Regions from separate parts of the Sus scrofa genome. Here regions 2 and 3 are each linked to region 1. The links are chromatin contacts, called in public HiChIP or PLAC-seq and promoter capture Hi-C maps. All regions are on one chromosome and are shown on one strand. Each heading gives the region's core, a stretch centred on a gene start, on an enhancer-like site or on the middle of the called end of the contact. The rest is flanking DNA. Distances are from core to core; before and after follow the strand shown.

Evidence for each region. Promoter capture Hi-C pulls out the DNA fragments that hold promoters and counts their contacts. HiChIP or PLAC-seq counts read pairs in DNA pulled down with a chosen protein or histone mark.
Region 2: a contact with region 1 is called in a promoter capture Hi-C map of liver, with 9 times the contacts expected there. The contact joins the promoter of TSPAN5 here to the promoter of EIF4E in region 1. A contact is called at or near these places in 2 of 5 promoter capture datasets (fetal liver and liver), 4 of 47 Hi-C or Micro-C datasets (alveolar macrophages, fetal heart ventricle and skeletal muscle) and 1 of 2 datasets of contacts at active chromatin or transcription factors (skeletal muscle).
Region 3: a contact with region 1 is called in an H3K27ac HiChIP or PLAC-seq map of alveolar macrophages. The contact joins the promoter of ADH5 here to the promoter of EIF4E in region 1. A contact is called at or near these places in 1 of 5 promoter capture datasets (liver), 1 of 47 Hi-C or Micro-C datasets (heart right ventricle) and 1 of 2 datasets of contacts at active chromatin or transcription factors (alveolar macrophages).

Annotation. Positions count from the first base shown.
Region 1 is chr8:121,408,217-121,411,279 of Sscrofa11.1, forward strand. EIF4E (eukaryotic translation initiation factor 4E) reads left to right here and starts at 1,417. Exons shown (of 7, transcript XM_003129314.5): 1 at 1,417-1,541. The coding sequence starts at 1,524.
Region 2 is chr8:121,655,834-121,658,896 of Sscrofa11.1, forward strand. TSPAN5 (tetraspanin-5) reads left to right here and starts at 1,487. Exons shown (of 8, transcript XM_003357070.4): 1 at 1,487-1,980. The coding sequence starts at 1,900.
Region 3 is chr8:121,265,280-121,268,342 of Sscrofa11.1, forward strand. ADH5 (alcohol dehydrogenase 5 (class III), chi polypeptide) reads left to right here and starts at 1,515. Exons shown (of 9, transcript NM_001244833.1): 1 at 1,515-1,643. The coding sequence starts at 1,599. It overlaps C8H4orf17, which reads right to left and starts at 1,419. Exons shown (of 17, transcript XM_021101734.1): 1 at 1,257-1,419; 2 at 610-765.

The DNA of each region.
Region 1 (3,063 bases), core at 167-2,666:
TAAGAAGCATGGGAAATAGTAATGATATAATATCTTCCTCATTAAAATCTTGCAGTAGCACTCTGCTAGATTTCTTCTGTTTTTTTATATGGATAACCAGACTGTGCAGAGTAAGACTGTCTTCAGAAATGACAGCACAAGCAAAAAAAAGAAAAAAAGAAAGAAATGACAGCACAGTATCTTAGCGGGGAAGAAAACGTCGGATGTCACTCTGGGGATAAACCTCTAATTGCCAGTGATTATAACAATATTTTCCTAAACATTAAAGCCTCTATGGAGGGTAGCTAGTTATAAAAACATTGTCTCGAAACTTTTAAAATTGCATTGGTGTACATGATAATGTAACAACATAAGCAAAAGAAAAATTTAAAACATTGTTTAAAGAACAGTAAGGGAAGCAGCTGATCCTTACGAAGGCACGAGGTTGCTTATTATGAAGCATTTATAGAGTCTGATGCATTTTCAAAGCTGGTTACAATCATTACCACAGCATACCCTTGTGAGGTAAGTGTATTACCATCTGTGGTTCATAAATGAAAAAGCTGAGGCACTGAATGATTAAGTCACTTGCCTAAGGAGAATGAGTCAACGTCAAGAGTCATAGTTGACCCAGCCTAACGACTCCTGACGGTCAGTCCAGGGCTTAGTCAGCGGGGGCCGGAGTGGCTTCCCTGGCTGGCACCTGGACTTGGGCTATTTCCCTTCACGTCGAAGCAGAACAGTGCAATCGAGAGGACAGAACTTCAGATAATTTTTACTTCCACGCAAGATTTAGCCCTGAGATTTTAATCTCAGGAGTTGGAACACGAAAAGCTGTCGGGTGCACTCCCCCTCCCCCGAACTGTGGCAAGTGGTTACTGTGGGCGGTTCCGCCACTCCCTTTCGCAGTGATGGCAATGAGTGACCACCAGCGTTAGCGGAGCCGGGGGACGGGGGAGGGTTGATTGCTTAACGATTTTCCCTCGCCGCCTCTTTTTGGAACTAAGAGAAAATGGTGGGAAGTCAAAAGAAAATTAAATAAACACACAGGCAACTTGTCCTAGGACCTCAACTAAGCAAATGAAGCCTTATTGTGCGTGTTGAGCCTACAGTTCCCAACCTTCCGAGGAAGATGGGAGGACAGGGCGACAAAGGGCACAGGAGGCATGCCTGGCAGTGAGTGCGACAGCAACTACCCAGGCGGAAGAGCAGAGGACTGAAAGCCACCCTCCAGCACGCGAGTGTCCGCTGCGCCGAGAACCGCGCACGGTACCCACCGGCCACGTGACCAGTCTTTTTTTTTTTTTTTTTTTTAAACTTCCTAGCCTAAAAAAAAGAGACAGGGAGAGCGAGCCACCGAGAGAGCGACTCCACTTCCCAGAAGCCTCTTGTTAAACACGCAGCTGCAGTCTTGCGCAGGCGCCGCCAGGGCCAAACGGACACGTCCGTCACGTGAACAGTAGCCGGCCAATCCGGTTTGAATCTCATTTTTTTCCTCTCACCCCCTCCCTTCAGGAGCGGTTGTGCGATCAGATCGATCTAAGATGGCGACTGTGGAACCGGTGAGTATTGCCTTTGGCCCCCACCCCCACCGGTCCCCGCGCTCCGTCTCCTTTCGGACTGAAGGATCCCGCGGGACGGCGTTCCCAGCGCGCACGCTACCCCTTGCCGCCCCCTCCCCCTCTTCTTTGGCCTGACCTCCCTGCGGACAATTGGGGGCGCCCCGGAGGCTGGCCGCCACGGCGTGTAGAGCACACGTTCTGGTGGGGGCCCGCGAGCTAGGGGAGAGATGTGGGGGAGGGGCGGCGCGGCTCCCCCTGTGGAGCCGCAAGGTGTCTATAAGGGTGGTGCGTGATCCGGCCTCTGGGCGAGGTGTGTGGGAATCGTGCCTTTGCGATGGGAAGGCGCGGGCCCGGCTCCGAACGAGCGCCAGGATTCGCAGGGACGGTGGGCGGCGAGCCGGCCTGGAATGAGATGGAGGAGGGAGCCTCGGAGCAGCCTTTCCCTCTCTCCCTCCCGAGCTCTGGCTCAGGGGCTTGGGTTCCGGGCGCGCGCCGGGATTTCTTAGACCGGTGGGCCAGGGAGCCGGTGAGCGCGCGGTGCCACGGGGTGGGTTGGGCGGGAGTGGTGCCGCGGCACGCGCGGAGAAGGTTCTTCCTCGCCGAGGGGAGCCGAGAGGGGCGAGCGCATGTTACTCCAGCATGTCCGAGAGTTGTCGGGGTTGGCGACCCGGGAGGCGAGAAAGGTTTCGGGGTGGGGAGGAGAACCCTTGGTGGCGCGGTAAAGCTCTGAGAGTAGGGTGAAGGGTGCTGGTGGTTGGAAGGGGGATCACATTGTCCTCGCCCCTCCATGCTTGAGCCTGGGCTGTCATGGAGGAGGGAAGGGGGAGGAGCGAGGCCTGCTGATAGCTGCTGGGGCTGGTCGGCTTGCCGGCCGGACCTGCGGCATTTCACACGCGCCTGTCTTCCATTCATTCATCCTTTCCGCGCTGTGCGCACGCCTCAGAGAGTGCGAATGGGTGTAGATCCATCTGTTCTTCCGCGGCTTTATCCTCTGGAAGAGTTCTCAGACACTGTTTAACTTAACTTTTAAAGTTAGGTTTCTGTTTGATTTTTTTTCTTTATCCGTTCTCCTGGCTTTCTTCCCAGTTCAGGCACCATCTTAAACTTATTTTAAGCAGGCTGATCCCAGAGCACAAAGTTGATAGTTACCGCCCAAAGGAGAGAGTATGTTTGTCATAGTTTGGGTTTGCCGGCACTGACTCACGGAAACTTCTAGGCCTGTGTTGCCGTTTTAGGAATGTCACATACAAGTGATTCTGTTTTAGAGGTGTGTAGCCAGAAAACGTTTGATACTCTGGAACTGTACTAGACCTTGGTTGCCCGATAATTTTGTGAATCTTTAATGGTAGTTCGTGATTTTGATGATGGCGTCCCAATTTGCTTTGACTTTTCTTTGAAGACTTTTATAATTAAAAAAAAAAACTAGTTATAAAAAGATCTATAGGATACAAAAATGCTTATTTTTCAGTTACATTGATGTTAATTATCCTTTCCTTGTTGCCCGAATTTAAGGCAGTTTTTC
Region 2 (3,063 bases), core at 237-2,736, 250 kb after region 1:
CCGCCCCCCAAGGCCAAGCATGAGTGCGGTTTATTGCAAGAAAAAGTAACTTCTTGCTCCTCCATGTAGGTTGTCCATTAGCTAGCTCTAGTTTTTTTGTTTGTTTGTTTGTTTTTTTTTTGAGAAAAGTGAGAGGTAGTTAACTAGGAAAACCCTATGCCAAAAGTTCTCCCACGCCCTTAAGTATCACCACGGGTGCTTAGCAAACGTGCAGATTTCTGTGCCCAGTACCAGGTCACACAGGGTGGTGCTGGAAGTTTTTCCTAATCTCACCTCTTTCTAGCTTTCCCAAGACGTTTACACACAGTTGTGAACAGTTCTTCACTCTTTTTTTTTTTTTTTTTTTTCCCATGAAAGACTGGTCCCCACTTGCCAGCATCTATGAAGATGCTCCAGGAGGAAGGCGGACACGCAGCTGACGGGCGCACCTTCTCAGGTAGGCCTCCGACACAACTTGCAGGCAGGTTCTCTCCTTCCGCAGAGCTCAATGCGGAATCGTTTATGATCTACAGACCCAACTCGGAGTCCCCAGAGGACTGCCCTGGAACTCCTGGATTCCTTCTTAGAATTAGGACCAGTCAATTTCCTTCGGTTCCATTCCACCGGGGGGGGGGGGGGCTTGGCAGGCCGGGTTTGTGTTGCTGGGGACAGGTTCTGGAGCGAGGAGGATCGAATCCCGGGAAAGGCTTCCTTGGGACCATCTCTCCAACCTCGTCCCCGTTCTAGGACAAGCCTTTTCCTCTCGCAGGTGGGGAGGCTGGGTTGGAGCCACAGTGGGATTCGGGGGGGGGGGCTTTTCTATGCAACCTCGCGATTCGCTGCCCGCATTTCCCGCCTCTTTTCTTCCCCTTCCCTAACACCTTCTCCTCCCCTTTGCTCCTAGCAAAGTCTACGACCCCTCTCCTCTCCGGCTCGCGGCCCGGCGTCTTCTGTAACAAACCCGGGTTAAAGCAGGGGGTGTGAGTGTGGCTACAGCCAGAAGAAGGTTCGTCCGGGCGGCGGCGGGGGTGGTGGGTGGATTGTCACTCTGGATGCCTCCTCACCGGGCCCTCTCGCCCCGAGACGACCCTCTCCCCGACGTCCCTCCAGAAGCTGAGTGCGGCTGCCGGTGACAGAGGGGGGGCCCGCTGCCCATCAATCCCAGTCCCTCCTCCAGGCTGCTCTCAATGGGCGTGCTTGCCGGGCACCCCTCCTTCTCCCTTCCGCCTGCCATCCTACCCACCTACTCGGCCGCGGTGCTCTGGGGTCGGCTGCGCTCCGGCCTGGAGGGAGAAGGGGCGGGGAGTAACGGAGCAGGCGGAGCAGAGAGGACTGGAAAGAGGGGGCGGCGAGGCTACGTGGTGCCGCGCCGCCCGAGAGCGCCCGAGCCCTTGCGCGCGCGCACCTCGCTGATGCTCGGGCGGCAGGCGGCGGGCGGAGCTGCGGGCGGCGCGGGCGGTGGAGCCGCCGGCTGAGCGGGCGGAGCGAACGGCGGGCGGAGCGAGGGGTGGGAGGGAGCGCGCGAGCGGACAGGCGGGCTAGTAGCGTCTCCACCAGCATCTGCCGCGGCCGCATTTGCCCGAAGCCCGGAGACGGACCGACGGACAGATCGTTTGGCGGACGGGCTTGGGCGCTCTCCTTGTGCTCGGGGCCACCTTCAGCGAAGCTAGGGGTTTGCAGCGCGCGCTTCCCCGCCCGCTCGCAGCCACTCCGGCTCCGGCGGCCTCGGCGCGCGAGGGACTGGAGGTGCGGGAGCCGCTCTCCGCCGGTGGGTCCCTGCGCTGCTCAGCCCGGGCCGCCGCGCCGCGGCAGCGAGCGGCCTCTCTGAGCCCCCCGCTCCCCTCCGGCCCGCTCTGAGCAACGGTGCTCCGGGGCTCCAAACTCGGGCTGCCGGGGCAAGTGTCTTCATGAACCCAGAGGATGTCCGGGAAGCATTACAAGGGTCCTGAAGTCAGTTGTTGCATCAAATATTTCATATTTGGCTTCAATGTCATATTTTGGGTAAGTTAGAGCGCTTCTGGGATTTCAACTATTGTGGCCGATCGATTCGCGACGGTTTCCCCCACGTTGCTCTCTGCCTTTACTTTTCGCAGCCCCTTGGGCGCTTGCTGGAGCACGGAGAGGCTTTTGCCTTCCGCCTTTCAGCCTGCGCGTCGGAGAGATAAACATTTAATCCTTTCTAGGAATGGGAAGAGGTAAAAAGAGAACCCGAGCTGGAAAGGGGGCACCCAGGCCTTGGGGTGGCTGTTTGAGGGACGAATAGCATGGATGCATATGAAAGAAAGGACTCGGCAGTTTGAGAAATGAGCAACCACTCGAATGAAATTTCCTCCCGGCGGGATATGGATGTTGGGCAGAGCGTGGTGTCATAACAGGGAAGGCTAATCGGGCAGAGCCGACCCTGAGGTCCACCTTCTAACACGGATCTGATTGGACGAGGGCTTGGCTCCGTGTTGCCGCGGCTGGTCTGTGCCATGCTCAGCGTGTATCTTCTTGCACCATCTCCGGCTTTGTGTAGGATGCAGATGCGGTGGTATATGGTTCTGTAATGTGCACGTAAATAACGCTTCCTGCACGTTTTTCCCCTTCATCTGGAAAGAGCTCTTTGGCATCATGGACTGACGAGGGGCGCGTGGGGTGGAGGGATTTTCTTTCTCTGTATTATTGTCAGGATAATAACAAGTCACCATCAACATATGTCTCAGTGTGTTCGTGTCTCACGTCCTCCTTTTCTGAGGAGCGACGTAGAGCGGGCTGTTTTGGGGAAACCTTGGAGAAATGCAAAGGAGAAGGTGTTACAAGACACGTTCCGTGGGGGTACCGAGAGAGCAAATGCTTGAATGAAAGATTCAAACCATGCTCTGTAGGCACTACAGTGTGCTGGGCACTATTGTAATTAGGCTGGGGCGCCCACTCTTTTGTTTTGTTTGGATGCTTTTCCTTGATCTCACAAACATGTTAAGCAACCAGACAAAGAGTTCACTAGGACAAGGGGAAAATCTTGGTTCAAAGACCGTATTATTTCTCATCTTCCATCCCATCCTCTTCCTTACTGGGTACCCCTCCCTTCCCCCCATGGAAAGT
Region 3 (3,063 bases), core at 265-2,764, 140 kb before region 1:
AGAAGGTGGAGTGAAGAGAAATACTTTGGACAGAATTTTTGAAAGCACCAACCCTTAAGGTATATATTGAGGAAAAGGAGCCAAAAAAAAAAAAAAAAAAAAAAAAAAGGACTGAGATACAAAGAAAAGAGTGGTCTATCCAGTCGACTCATTTTAATAAAATACAGCATCCACAACAGAGTTTAAGAGTAAAGTGACAAATACTCTATCTTTCCTCTTTCTAAACACTCTTAAAACACATCAAATGCACCCATGTTCCAGAGACTTTTCACTGCCTCCTTCTCCTCCTGGCAAAGTTCTCTCCTCATGTCCTATGGATTTCCCACCAAAACTCCTACTCACCCTTCAGCAGCAACAGCTGGAACAGGAGCCTGGTGTAAAACAAAGAATGCTGCCCACCATGCAGGTCTACAGAGACTGAGTCATTAGCCCCCCCAGTTGCAGACCTACGACACACCCTGAAAGGAAATCCAGGGGAAGATCAGGGAAGAGGCACTCCATGCTCTGGGAAAACAGGCCCTTAGAAAATTAGAAGTAGGAGTTCCCGTCCTGGTTCAGTGGTTAACGAATCTGACTAGGAACCATGAGGTTGCAGGTTCTATCCCTTACCTCGTTCAGTGGGTCAAGGATCCCGCCTTGCAGTGAGCTGTGGTGTAGGTCTCAGACCGACTGGGATCCTGCGTTGCTGTGGCTGTGGCGTAGGCCAGCGGCTCCAGCTCCAATTCAACCCTTAGCCTGGGAACCTCCATGTACCTCGGGTGCGGCCTTAGAAAAAGAAAAAAAAAAAGAAAATTAGAACTATTTCAAGACAAACTTTTTTAAAAACCTGGATTCTCCCATCTTCCCATACTTATCTAGGAGATGTAAGCTTGATTATAAGAACCTGCTCAGCCCAGTGTATATATGATTTTTCATATATACACTGGCCTCTTCCCCGCCTCTCCGACCAGTTCCTCAGAACTACCTGAGGGGCTGTCTCCAGGTCCACAGTCCTCGGTCAGACATGGGGTAAACAACTCACAGGTTTTTTCCACTGTGAGTTTTTTTCAAGGTGACATTGGGAAATTTCCCAAAGGAGCCCGCTTTGTGTCCCCTTATCCCTCCTCACAGCTCATCTGACGGAGGCTGCTGTGAGGAGCGCTATCTTCCTCATCTGGCGCGCTCGAGACTTGTGCGCCAGGTGTGTAGGACTGGGAAGGTGGTGCAGTCCTCTCATGGCTTCTCATGGGCTCCCAGTGAAATTCCTGGTTTCTCACCTTGTCTATCTCTCCTTCGTAAGCTTTCTCTGCGCTGTCTGGGCTACAGTTACACAGGGAAACTCTCTCCCGACAAACATTACGCAGCAAGCCTGTCATGCCAGTCAAACAGCGGGAACCCCCACTCAGCCTCCTCGGAACCCCTCCTACTTCCCGCGAGACCCCCGCCTCCTACTACAGCTCTAGCTCCGCCCACACTAGGCCACGCCCCTCACGTCCCAGGCCCGCCCCTTCACGTCCCCCGAAAACCTCTGCTCCGCACTCGCCCCGGCGCCGGCGGAGGTAGAAGAGCGCCACGCGCACGCTCCGCCCACATCGCCGACCCTCCCCGGGCCCTGCCGGATGTCCGCTTCTCGCTGCTCGCAGTCGGAGGACATGGCGAACCAGGTATCGCCTGCGGCTCCGCGGCTGGAGAAAGAGGGAGGGAAAGCATGGGGCAGAACCCGGCCGCCCGCTTCGGGGCGGCGCGGAGTTGGGCCAGACTGTAGAAGCTGAATCAGGGGCTCCGGCGAGCAGCTCTGCGGGAAGGAAGGGAGGGCGGGCGCTTTTTGTTCCTTACTTGAGAGGGTTTTGCCCTTTTTGGCGCAGCCGAAGCGGGGTGGGGGTGGAGAGGACGGGGGGGGGGGAGTCGATCCGTGTCCTGCAGGCCGTTTGGGAGCCTCTATGCTTTGCGTTCACAAAAATAAGTAACTAGCTCAAGGTCATACTTTTAGGTGGCACAGCTGCAGCCAGAGCCCATGCTCCTAACCCTGTGGTAGGTTGCGTGCTTTTCATGATAGTAGTTCATAATTGAGCTATTATTGTGGCACCAAGGAATGCATTTCGGGCCCTTTCAGTAACGCTGTGGAGCAGTTGGTCACCAGAGGGCCTTATACATACCCTCCTTTAATTTAATCCTCGTGTAGCACCTATGCACGATAGTATCCCATTATACAGACCAAGAGCTGAGCCTTAGAAGTTGGTCATGCCCAGTGGTCACACTAAGGACCACCAGGCTTCCGAACCCTGTGCACAAACTATTACAGGTTCTAGAAGTACACATAAGACAATAGGAAAGGCAGAAACATACAAACAACGTGATTAGTCGGTCTAAAGTGTCTGATTGTTTTATTGCTTGCAAACCAGGAATTTTCTAGAAAGATTTGGACTTGAATACAAATGGTAAATTCTGAGTGATTTTTCGGACCTAACAAACTGGCAGTTTATTTTCGTTATTACCAAGTGTCTTTAGAACATGTGAGAAATTATAATTCCTATGATAGTTCAAATATTGAAGTAGGGCAAGTTGCCTTTGGATTTAGAGTGGGGCTTCGTTTTGCTTAGAATTGTCTTAAAGGGAGTTCCTGGTGGTCTAGTGGTTAGGACTCAGTGCTTTCACTGCTGCAGCTGGGGTTCAGTTCCTTATCTGGGAACATATCCCATGTCAAGCCAAGCATCCAAAAAAGGGGGAGTGAGCTCCGAAAAAAACAAAAAGTCACATTGAAGGGAAAAGGTTAAACTCCTTTCAGATATATGTTGAAAGGGCAGAGGAGGGACATAAAACTTAGATTACGGATGACCTATTTAGTCTTGTTGCTTCACCTGTCTAGATTATGTGACTTCATTGTTTGTATTCTGAATTTTACCTTTGGGGTTTTGTTTGAGGTTTCTGGCACATGTTTTGCATTCTGTAGCACTTTGCGTCTCTCTAAATCACACTTTTTGTAATTACAGACTTTCACGTCTGTCTCCTGTAAACCAGTGCAACCTTTATCCTGTCACCATATTTCATAAGCATTATATGAACAAATCAAAACCTTTGTCATGG